Regions from separate parts of the Anser cygnoides genome. Here all the other regions are linked to region 2. Evidence: chromatin contacts called from public Hi-C data. All regions are on one chromosome and are shown on one strand. Each heading gives the region's core, a stretch centred on a gene start, on an enhancer-like site or on the middle of the called end of the contact. The rest is flanking DNA. Distances are from core to core; before and after follow the strand shown.

What was found. Hi-C and Micro-C count contacts between places; a contact is called where the count stands out from the background.
Region 1: a Hi-C map of liver shows a contact between it and region 2, with 7 times the contacts expected there. The contact joins the promoter of LOC106036790 here to the enhancer-like site in region 2. A contact is called at or near these places in 2 of 7 Hi-C or Micro-C datasets (both in liver).
Region 3: a contact with region 2 is called in a Hi-C map of liver, with 6 times the contacts expected there. The contact joins the promoter of ACAA1 here to the enhancer-like site in region 2. A contact is called at or near these places in 3 of 7 Hi-C or Micro-C datasets (granulosa cells and liver).

Annotation. Positions count from the first base shown.
Region 1 is chr2:5,742,324-5,745,827 of Taihu_goose_T2T_genome, reverse strand. LOC106036790 (solute carrier family 22 member 13-like) reads right to left here and starts at 1,325. Exons shown (of 10, transcript XM_066991413.1): 1 at 774-1,325. The coding sequence starts at 1,145. It overlaps OXSR1 (oxidative stress responsive kinase 1), which reads right to left. Exons shown (of 18, transcript XM_048062313.2): 18 at 3,435-3,504.
Region 2 is chr2:5,615,251-5,618,739 of Taihu_goose_T2T_genome, reverse strand. It overlaps LOC106036846 (cryptochrome DASH-like), which reads right to left. Exons shown (of 16, transcript XM_066991426.1): 10 at 2,319-2,392; 11 at 828-917. Among named protein-coding and RNA genes, the nearest start is that of MYD88, 14 kb to the left of the region's middle. Within about 2 kb of position 2,024, at least 1 of the 3 cell types and tissues checked has open chromatin away from gene starts, as enhancers often do. A contact at or near this core is called in liver, where this site is marked.
Region 3 is chr2:5,517,491-5,521,046 of Taihu_goose_T2T_genome, reverse strand. It overlaps ACAA1 (acetyl-CoA acyltransferase 1), which reads left to right and starts at 2,212. Exons shown (of 12, transcript XM_066991431.1): 1 at 2,212-2,456. The coding sequence starts at 2,235. LOC106036842 (mitogen-activated protein kinase kinase kinase 3-like) reads left to right here. Exons shown (of 15, transcript XM_066991411.1): 15 at 1-587.

The sequences.
Region 1 (3,504 bases), core at 76-2,575, 130 kb before region 2:
CACAAGTTGGAGGTGGGACAGACCCCTGGGCACTCAGCGATGCCCCAAGCACCGGGACCTGCAGGAGTGCGTCAAGGCCAGGCAGCCCAAGGGAGCCTCCTGGCTGGGAAGTGTTGGGTGAAGTGGGGCCTCGGAGAGGGGTCCCAGCACCTGGCTGCCCTGGCTGCAAAGGCTGGGCAGGGTGGGACAGGCTGGAGGCAGGACACAGGGCTCCAGGGGAGCCAAGGAACCTTTGGAAATGCCACAGGCTGGGCTCTCTCATCTGGTTTTAGCCCACAGGAAGGTGCCCAAGAGACAGATGGAGCTGGGAGGGAGGAAAGACTGAGAGAGGAAAGAGGGAGGAATGTGGGGAGAGAGAAGAAGAAAGGTGCAGAGAGGAAGATGTTGGAGATGCCAGGAGGCAGGGCCTTTGCTCATCTGCATGGCCCATAAGGACCACATCTTGTCTAAGCCCTGAAGGGCTCTGGAGGTCCCAGAAAACTCAAGGACAAATTAAAGCTCTTGGAAAGTAAATGTCTTTCAGAGGGAAGGTGCTGTGAGGAGAACCAGGCAGCAGAATAGGGGAAACTGTGGCAGGGAGACCAAAAAGGTCCCCCCAGGCCAGGTACAGTGAGTTACTTGGGTGCTGGCAAGGGGCTGTCCGGTGGGCAGAGCATGTGCTGGACTCAGCCCCACACCGCCTCTGCCTTGGCCTTCCACAAAGTGCAGGACAGGAGGCTCCCGTCCATCCCTTCCCCTCCACGTCCCCACGGCGTCAAAAGGCATTTACAGACCTCGGTGAGCAGGGACGGCTGCTGTGCTGAGGGGTACACCCAGCCACTGCTGCACTTCTCCGTGGCGTTCAGGCCGTACGCCACGATGGAGCCGAGGTCCCAGTCCACGGGCGAGTACATGGAGCACTGCTCGTACGCCCCGTCCGCGTCGCGGGGCACGGTGAGGTTCAGCTGCTCCTCCTCGGTCAGGTTGGGGCCGACGGCACGGATCCAGCTGGTGTTGCAGTAATGAGGCAGGTTTGGAACCATAAAAAGCTGGCAAAACTGGTGGAAGGCCAGGCTGAGGCATGGGAGCACGGAGAAGAGCACCAGCCGTTTCTGAAATGTCCCAAAATCACCAACTGCCTTCAGAATTTCCCCGATGCCCGACATTGTCAGCTGAGTCGGGAAGAGGACAGTGCTGGGACAGACTTTCCTGCGGGCTGGAATTAATGTTTAATCCCAAGATAAGCTCTGCAGACGTAGGCAGGCACTACAAATATGCAGTCTCTTCAGGAGAGACTTAACGCCTGATGTTTTACATGTCCTAAGTACACTGTGTAACACATTAATCATTTCTGGGCCACCCACATACGGTGTCTGGTACTGGATAAAGCGTGCAGAACCAACCCCTGCTTCAGGAGATCTGGATCGTGCCTCTGCCAGGGCCATGTGGCAATGACACGGGGGAAGACCGAATTGTCCGAATCAATTGCAGGCGCTTGCTCTACTCGAGTGAGCAAGGTTCACGGAGGCCAAGACAGCCCAGCGTGATGCGGAGCTGGGAAAAGTCCAAGAAATGGAGTGATGCTAACGGCTGGGCAGAGCCAGAGAGGAGGAAGGGCGGCCAGCTGGCTGCCATCCCAGCCGACGGGAGACTCCGTTTCCTTCATCTTCCGCGGCTTCCCCGTACCATCTCCCCTCTCTGTCTTCTGCCTCTGTGGTAAAAGGAGTTCCGGGCCCTAAGCGGCCTCATCCACTCTTCTCCACCACAGCTGAAACGGGAAAGCCCAGGAAGGTCGGTCAGACACCAGTCATGGGCTGCCTGGACCCGGACTGGCACAAAACACGACCAGAAGGAAGAGATGATGCCACTTTTAGGACAAAGGGAAAGCAACTGTGCTCAGGCAGAAACCCCGAGAAAAGCCTGACCTCGCCTCATCACAGAACGAGAGAGAAATCTGTAGGATCAACAGGAGGGACGGGAGAGAATGAACTCGTGGTGTGACCAGGTTTGGAACCATAAAAAGCTGGCAAAACTGGTGGAAAGACACTGAGGCATGGAAGCACGGAGAACGGCACCAGCCATTTCTGAAATGTCTCAAAAAAAACACAACTGCTTTCAAAATTTCCCCGATGCCTGGCATAGGCAGCAGCATCTGCAAAGACAGATTCCCAGGGCTGGAACCGAGACTTAAACCCAAGATAAGCCCGGCAGCTGTAGGCAGCCACAAGGAGTAGGTAAACTTGAAGAAAGTGCAGCGCTCCGGGTTGGAAGTTGTACCCACGCTGCGTTCCCATTGAGTGAGTCGGAAATTTCAGGAGGTGCACACCCTCCAGGGCAGGTTGCTTTCCAGGTGCAAATTCATCGGCTGCGAGGAGATTGCGAGAAGGCGATGGGGAGGTGGTAAGGAGAGCAGGGAAGCCCAAAGGAACGGGCAGCACGGCCAACTGGCGTGGACCAGTGACCCACAGGAGGGCGGTGAGGCCCTGGTGTAGGGCAGCTTCAAAAAGCTTTAGGAGCATCCATAAATGGATTTCTTACAGAGGCAGGGAGGGGAGAGCACTGGGGTATCATTCTCTGGGGATTCTTGAGTGAGGTTAGGCTCGAAAGACTGCTAAGAAGTTGACTCGGATGAAGGGCTTGAGATTCAGTGACCAAGATCATCCCTTCCCATCGCACATCTTAAACTTGGAAGTTGTGTTCACCCAAGGTAAAGTTCTCTGGATCGGTCATTAAGGAGGAACGCCTTAAGATAAATAGATGCAGAAAATGGCAAACTAAGCCGGAGAGCCCTAGCAAGAAAAGTTAACAGAAGACCGGAAACTTAGAGACCTTTCCCTTCTGACACGTCCTTCCCTCGCAGCCCAAAGCATGACCGCTGGCATGGGAGTGTGTTGCAGCAGGGGATACCGGTGCCTAGAGAGGAACAGCCTAAGAACCGTCAAGACAATGAGAGATGTGGATGTATCTGGGGTCTCTCACCTTCAGTGCGTTTTGTTGAGGTCCTGGTTGCACTTCAGATGTAGAGGGAAGACCTCGGAGGCACCTTTGGATCAGGTCTGCCCTGGAGAAGTTGGAAAGAACAAGTGTTTGGAGGTGGAGAGGAGGGAGAGCAGTTTGTTCTCCAGACACCTCTTGGGATATAAATCATCCCACTCCAATACTGTTCCTGGCCAGCAGAAGCTCATCCCCAGCTGCACAGGGTGTGCAGAGCTCGGAGCAAACCTTCCAGCTACTGAGAAGCCCCCAGCATCCAGCCCTAAATGCCACCCTGACCCCAACCCCGCGCAGACTCTCATAGACCGCCACCATCGAGTCCTCCCGGGGGTCACCAAGCCTCCCATCGCCCAAATAAATGTCTCAGGTGGTGCGGATGCCACTCGGACAAACCCCCAGCCCCCTCCCCAAGACACGCCAGCCAACTCGACGACACGTAAAGCACACGCCGAACACACGGCAATGGACAATTTGTTCTTTATTGATTAAAAATTAGAGACATGCAGTAAAATACAAAGTCCAAAAAAGGAA
Region 2 (3,489 bases), core at 775-3,274:
AGCTCACTGCCATCACTGTGACCGGCACTAGCAGGCTGTCCCAGCCTCTGCCCCCAACACAGCTACCAGAGGGGATGTTCTTCAGCTGTGCCAAGGCTCCGTCTCACCCTGTCTGGGCAGCTCAGCACACACGAGCGAGCTCGAGGTCAACCCAGAGAGAGATTCACTGACCCCAGCCGCCCCCCAGCAGCGCAGACTCCTTCAGTACCACCTGCAGGCACGCGAGTGGTGGGGTGAAGAAGAGCAGGGATCACAAGGCTGGGTGCATTAAGCCCACTTCCACGTCCCTTCTTCCCCTTTTCTAAGGCGTTGTGGTCATGGCCAGACAGCTGAGCAAGCGCAGGGCCCTTTGCTGGGCCATGGCCAGAGGTCCTTCTGGCACCGTGTGATCCGTGCGAGTCGCACAGCACCCGAGCCTTTTGGGTGAAACCCCGCTCCTACCTTCGGCATGAGAAACCCTTTGGCTTTTATGTGCAAATCGTTCTTCTTCCTTCTCGTCTAGCCCATTATAACAGTACAGAGAGGGATGGTGCTGATTTACAGATATCAATCTTAAAAATTATGAGCAGCAATTCCCCACCAATAGGCATGACAAGTAGCATTAATAATCTTCACTTATAAAATGCCTAAAGCCTCTGGATGTCAAAGGCAGACTAATAAATCCATACTGAAACAGAAGTGCGGTGCGCCCCAGAGGAACCAGACAGCAGGCACAGGAAAAACAGACATCAATTAAGAAGAAAGTTAACAAATCACTCTCTCCTGTGCGTGAGATGCCAGCTTCCTTTTCAGAAAAAACACACCACAGCGATCACGCAGGGTCATACCAGTATGTGCTATGATTTGCTGTTCTCTCTTTTTCATACTTCCGTATTTGCTCGTAGATGTATCGAGGTGAAATGCAGCCTAGCGCCAGCCTGAAAGCAGAAGGAAGATGTCTGGAGTGCAGTGCAGGGCAATGCCTCACAGCTCGATGTCTCCACAGAGGGCGTGGAGGGGCAGTTTTGTGCTCAGAGCCTGAAAAACCTTGGCACAGTTTGCAGTCATGCCACCGACTTCCCAAACGGCTTCACTCAAGTGGTATGACTTTTTTTGCAACTCCGAGTGAAAATGAAAATGAAAATCCTCCCCTTCACAGCGTCTGACTGTTCCGGGAGCCCCAAAGCTACCAAGATAAATCACTTGACAGAAGTTTGACACTTTTGCCTAGAAGACTTATCAGCTGGTGACTTAGTGCACCAACGACAAACCCAGAAATGGATCTCAAACCTCTTCATCATCTGCCTCGGCGGGCCAGCGGCCCTCCTTCTCCTACACACCTATTTATCACAACGTCCAGGGCTCCTACTGCTGCAGCACCCAAGTGTCTCATTTGAGGAACCACAGAAGGCAAGTGACTTGCTGAAAATCTCAGGCAGGGTAGGAAAACTAGGGAATGAAACCCAGCTCTGGCATTTCAACCCAGTGGGCTCCTTCCGTTTGCTCCAAATCGGTGCTGTGCAAGACAGAAAACAGCACGTAGACTCCAGCCTGATGGAAAAGGGTGATAAGACCCAAAGATTTTCCCAGAAATGTATTTTAATGCTATTCCTCACCGGGGTTGATGGAAACATTTGACCTTCTGGTGAGTTTTGGAAAACAGGAAGAAAGGACCTGAGGAGTTTTTCCTTAATTGCTGAGCAGCTGCACACTTCAGAAATGACCAGTGTGAGACGTGAACGGCTGGCTGCGATCTGACCCGGTCTGATGTTGATTGTCTGACAGAAGAACGCTTCGGGGCAGGCGGATCAGGACTGTCTGTGCTGGGCAAACGGCCAGCTTGGAAAAAACTCGAGTGGAGGCCACAACGGAGAACGAACCTCCCGCAGTGCCAGCGGCCCTGGGATCCCCAAGTGCCACCAGGTGGAGCCATCCGCTGCAAACACTGAAGCACAAGGCCGGTTGAAAACAAAAAACCTGACCTGTAGCAGCCCCAGAAAATTGTTTCACGTTGCGGTTCTGTTGCACAGATACATAAAGCAGCGCAAAGCCCGAGACCAGCTGTTTGTCCCTCCGGTGTCCTGCCCACATGGCTGCTCTCAGCAGGCTGAGCTCTTGGCACAGCATTGCTGCCCTTCAGCAATTCCTAACTGCAACAGTGTTCCCAGGGAACCACTGCCTGGTAATAAAGAGCAGTTCTGAGACTGCTGTACCCCAACAGAAAGGACGAGGGAATCACACTCAGGTCCCTGTCCATGCTAAGAGTGTTCAGCAAACAGGTAACATTGATTTGGGGTGGGGGCAGACAGCTTCAAGTCTCGCAACAAAAGTTTTTTTACCATGGTGCAAATTTGGTTGAGTAATCCACTCCTATCAGCCCGTTCCGAGTCTCCTTGTAGGATGCGACCAGGTTCTGCGCAAGAAAAGAACAAAAGATTTTAATACTTTACATGCCACCTGCTAAAATGTCTTTTATGTCAGAGCCAGGACGATCTGGCAGGACTGGGCTCCCTCTCACGGCTGCCTGCAAGGGTTACAGCGCTGCCAAATTACTGCCTCGAGTGCACGGGAATTAATCAGGCCAGCAGTTTTCACTGCAGCTCTGGGAAACGTGTCACAAGCCGTGCTCCCTGCTTCAACCTGTAGCACATTTCTTTCTCCAAGCGCTCTGAAACCGCGCTGCTCCCTGCCCGCACCGTCTGACTCCGGATCAATAACCCGTTCAGGAGCAGCGCTTGTAGCCAGGTTGGCCAGTTGCCCTGTCCACGAGGCTGCTTGCTTGGGTTTGAGAACCACAGCGCCTGACAGCACTCAACGCTCGCCTGCAGGAATCCCGATCGCTGTTATTTCTGGGCCACCCACGTTCACGGCAGGGTGCTGATCTGCCGTTTTCTAGGCTCCGCTGGCAACGCAAAGGACATCAGAGGGAAACCTGATCTTTCCCTGATCCACAGCACAGGTTACAAGCACTAGCGGGCTGTTCTAGCTCAACAAGGGCTGGTAACATTTGTATAACTACAAAAAAATAAGGAACATGTTTTCCAGTGATTGTATTAGTGCTCCGTAAAGATTAAAAGCTGTGCATGCTCCCCAACACCAAGCAAATGCAGGACCTTCATAGCACAGCTGAAAGAATCCCCTGGAAGCCGTGTTAGTGAGCGTACTGGACACAGCACGCTTCTTTCACAGTCTCAGCTGGTCAGCTGCTGCCCCCTTCATCCCTGCTGGAAATCAGCACACGTGCCTTTGTCTAAGTTCACACGAGGAAAACGTAAGGCAGCTTCTAACCACAAAAAGGTTCAAAGACAGTCAGGATGCACAGCTGAACCACAGTCAGCAGCTTCACCCACCAACGTGAGGGAGCAAGAAGTAGCTGTAATTATTTGGCCACGAGTTTTTGTGCCAGACTGCTAGGAACATCTGACTGTTCTCAGCTGTGGGCAGCAGCTTGGTTCAGTTGTTCCTCACCCCGAATGCAACTGCAGCCCTTCAGGCTCCTTTGCACTCCTC
Region 3 (3,556 bases), core at 963-3,462, 98 kb after region 2:
GGCGGCGTTCGCTCCTGTCCTGTGCCTTAAGCGGTTACAATCGCGGAGTGACCCCCGACTCGGCGCCTGGCAGGGAGTCGGGCGCATTTATGCAGACGTCTTGCCTTTGTGTGCGTGCGTGCGTGTGCGTGTGGAGCGGGAGGAGCGCGGCTGGGCCTCCGCACGACCCGGCCCGGTTCCTACAATCAGGCAGAGAGGACCTGCGGGACTGCACGAGCATGAAGCCGCAGCCTGGGGCCGCAGGGCTGCGTAGATCGCGTGCAGCTGGGCTTCCTTCTGCAATGTTTCGGAAGTCGTAGGAGAAATTGGGAAAGCTTAAAGCGTTGCTGGGCCACGGCCTCTGACCGACACTACTACCCTGTGGGGAGCAAGCAAAGAGGCCCCGGGAATGAATTTATCAGATCTTGGTGATTTTGGACAAATTAATTGCATCGCCCCATCTCCTGCTTCCTTGCTGCATTAGCTGTTTCCCCCTGGCTCAGCGAAGGTTAAACAAGCAGTTCCCAGGGTGGTGCCAGCTTCAGGCCACCGTGTCAAACACAGGTTTATTTTATTTTATTTTATTTTATTTTCATTGAAAATGAAAAGGGTTGCCTGGAGCAAAGGGGAAATGGAGAACGGGGCTGGTTGTGTGACTTTGCACATCCTTGAATTCTGCCGGGCGGAAGAGATCGAGTCGTGCTGTGGCTACAGCTCCAGAGAGAGAGGCAGAAACCAGAATTATTTCAGTTAAAGAAAAAAAGACTGGGGCTGTTTGGGCAAATTAAATAGCTAGAAGGGTTCCCTGTCAGTGTGTCCACGGAGCTGCCGAGGCCGGCACCTACCCGAGCTTTGTGTCTGGCCACCAGGGTGGTGGATGCCGGATCTCCGGGCCGTCCCCTCCGCAGGGGGGGAATAGTCGCCTCCTTCCTCTAGGGGAAAGAAAGGATTTTATTCTGTGAATAGGACCAAATCACTCTGGTTAGTTCTAGAGGATGGATTAAAAAAAAAAAAAAACACAAGAAAAAATGTGCTGGCAAATAAGGTGTTGTCAGAAGAGACGAACAAAAAGGGAGTTTCAGTAAAGCTGGAAATGTTTTTATGCTGTTTTCTCCCCTTTCACCGAACCTGTTCAGCTTTGATTTTTCACCCCTTAGGGGTGGATGTGAGCTGTTATTTTCTCCAAAGACTCGAGAACAAAAGTGGGGCCCAGCCGCGCTGCCCGAGCGCTGGGGGAGGCTACGGGGGACCCTCCAAAACGCTCCCTGGGGCCTCGTCAGCCCCACAAAGCACCCCAGAAAGCCTCCCTGGGACAGCCTGGTCCCCTGGCTCATGGGTGAGTGTGTTTGTATGTGTGTGTGTACATGGGGGTGTACATGGGGGGGTGTGTACAGGGGTGTGCGTGCAAGGCTGCGTGTGAGTGCGCGCGTGTGAGTGCGACTCGCTCCTCAGGTGCCTTTGCCTTTGTGTTTTTTTAAAAACCCTCGCAGTGTTCTGATGTACAAAATGAAAACTAGAAGAGAATGTAATATTATGCCATGTAAATTTCCTTTTTTTTTTTTTTTTTTTTATATTTTTTTTTATTTTGCCCAGCGCACCCGGGGGAGCGGGGCGGCCCTGCTGGGGCCGTGTCCCCGCTCCGCGTGCGGTGTCGCCGTGTGTATCCCAGAGAAACGTTTTCCTTCCGTTGGAAAAAGGCTCCGGTGTGATGTTGTGCGTCTGCCGAGCGTGTGGCCAGCCCCCTGTGTCGTTCCCTCCTCGGGGGCTGCTGAGCAGCGGGGCGGGGGGCTTGGGCCTGAAATAGGGACCACCACCACGCATGCACTCCCCGGTCACGTTGGCCTGGTGTTACACCACGGCAAAAGGTTGGGGGCGGGCTCTTTTATTTCTGCCTTCTTTCGTTTCATTCATTTATTCTTATTTTTATTTATTTGCATTTTATCTTTTCAGACACTCATAGAATTTGCTATTAATTTTAATTTTAATTTTAATTTTTAATTTTAATTTTTATTTTTATTCTAATTTTTATTCTAATTTTAACTTTTTTTTTTTTTTAACCTTTTATTTGTCTTATTTCCTTTTTTTCCGTTTATTTACCCCAATCCCTTCCCTCCCCCCTTCCTCCTCCCCACCCACCCACGGAGCCCAACCCGGGGGGGGGGGGCCCAGCGAGCGGTGGGCGTGGCCATGCAAATGAAGAGGGCGTGTCCCCGCGAAGCCCCGCCCCCCTCCCTCCCCGCCGCGGGGTCGTCAAGATGGCGGCGGCGGCCGGGGACGCCAAGATGGCGGCGGGGGGCAGCGGCGGGGCGCTGCGGCGGGTGCGGGCGGTGCTGGGGCACCTCTCGGGGCAGCCCCCGGCCGCCGTGTGGGCAGCGCCCTGCGGGAGCCGGGCCGGGGGAGCCGCCGGCCCCGACGACGTGGTGGTGGTGCACGGGAGGAGGACGGCCATCGGCCGAGCCAAGCGCGGGGGGTTCAAGGTACGGCTCTGCTTTTTTGGGGTGTGGGGGGGTTCCCCTCCCTGCTGCCCCTCGCGCCTCCGGACCCCAAAATCCTCGCTTCCCCCTCAGGGAGCTGTCCCCGCCCCAAAGTGTTGAGCCTCCCCCCCCACCAGCACCCCCTCAGGGGTTACCCTCGCTGCCCACCGCCCAGGGGGGGCTCCGCTCGCCAACCATCAGGAAAATAAAATCATTTTTTGGGGGTGCTGCGGTGCCACCGGGAGCCCCCTAGCCCCGCAGGCTGCTGTGGGGTGCCCAGCCCCGTCATGTCCTGCCCCACGCTGAGCCCACCTGTCCCGGTTCCCTGAGGAACCGCGGTGAGGAGCATCTCCCTCACCTTGCTGCGGACCTCTTGGTGTGGACCTCCTGGGCCAGCCTTCTCCTTGCCGAGCCATAGCAGTGGTGTCCCGGGGTCTGAGCAAGACCCAAGCATGGTGCCAGGCGACTGCTGTCGCTTTCTGTCTTCCTCAGTCTCTTCTCACATCACGTTCCCACAAACCCAGCCCCGGGACAGCCACGGCACCTGCAAGTGGAGGTGGTGGTGGTGGGACATGAGGTGTTCCCAAGCTGCCTGTGTTTTTTCTGGGCTTTCAAGGGGCTGTGTTGAATTTGGGGTCGATGACGGCACACACAGCTATAGTCTTAAGTCACTGATTTGTGCAAAACCCACTCCAGGCGTGTGCCACGCGCTGCTGGGCGCTGAAATCCCCGCAGTAACTCAGCTGGAGCTCTGCGGGTGGTGGGGTCCAGCTGCTGCCCTTTGGGGTCATCTCGGTTTTACACAGAGGGAACTCCGAGTCTCTGCATGCTCGTGCCATATATAACTCATCCTAGTTGCTTTACTTTCAAGGCCCTACGACACACATTCGTATAAATCCCAGCTAGGTGAGCAAGCTGCGCGTGTTACAGTGCTTGAAAAACACTCAAGGCAAAAACACACATAAGAGTAACGCCTTTGTAGGAAAACTCAGCTCGGTCTGGTGGTGGCTGTAGAGGTGAGGTAGCGCTGCGTAAGCCCGGGCACCGACCCTCTGCAGCAGCACGAAGGCGAGCTGGTGGCGGGGCAGTCGTCGGTGTTCGCT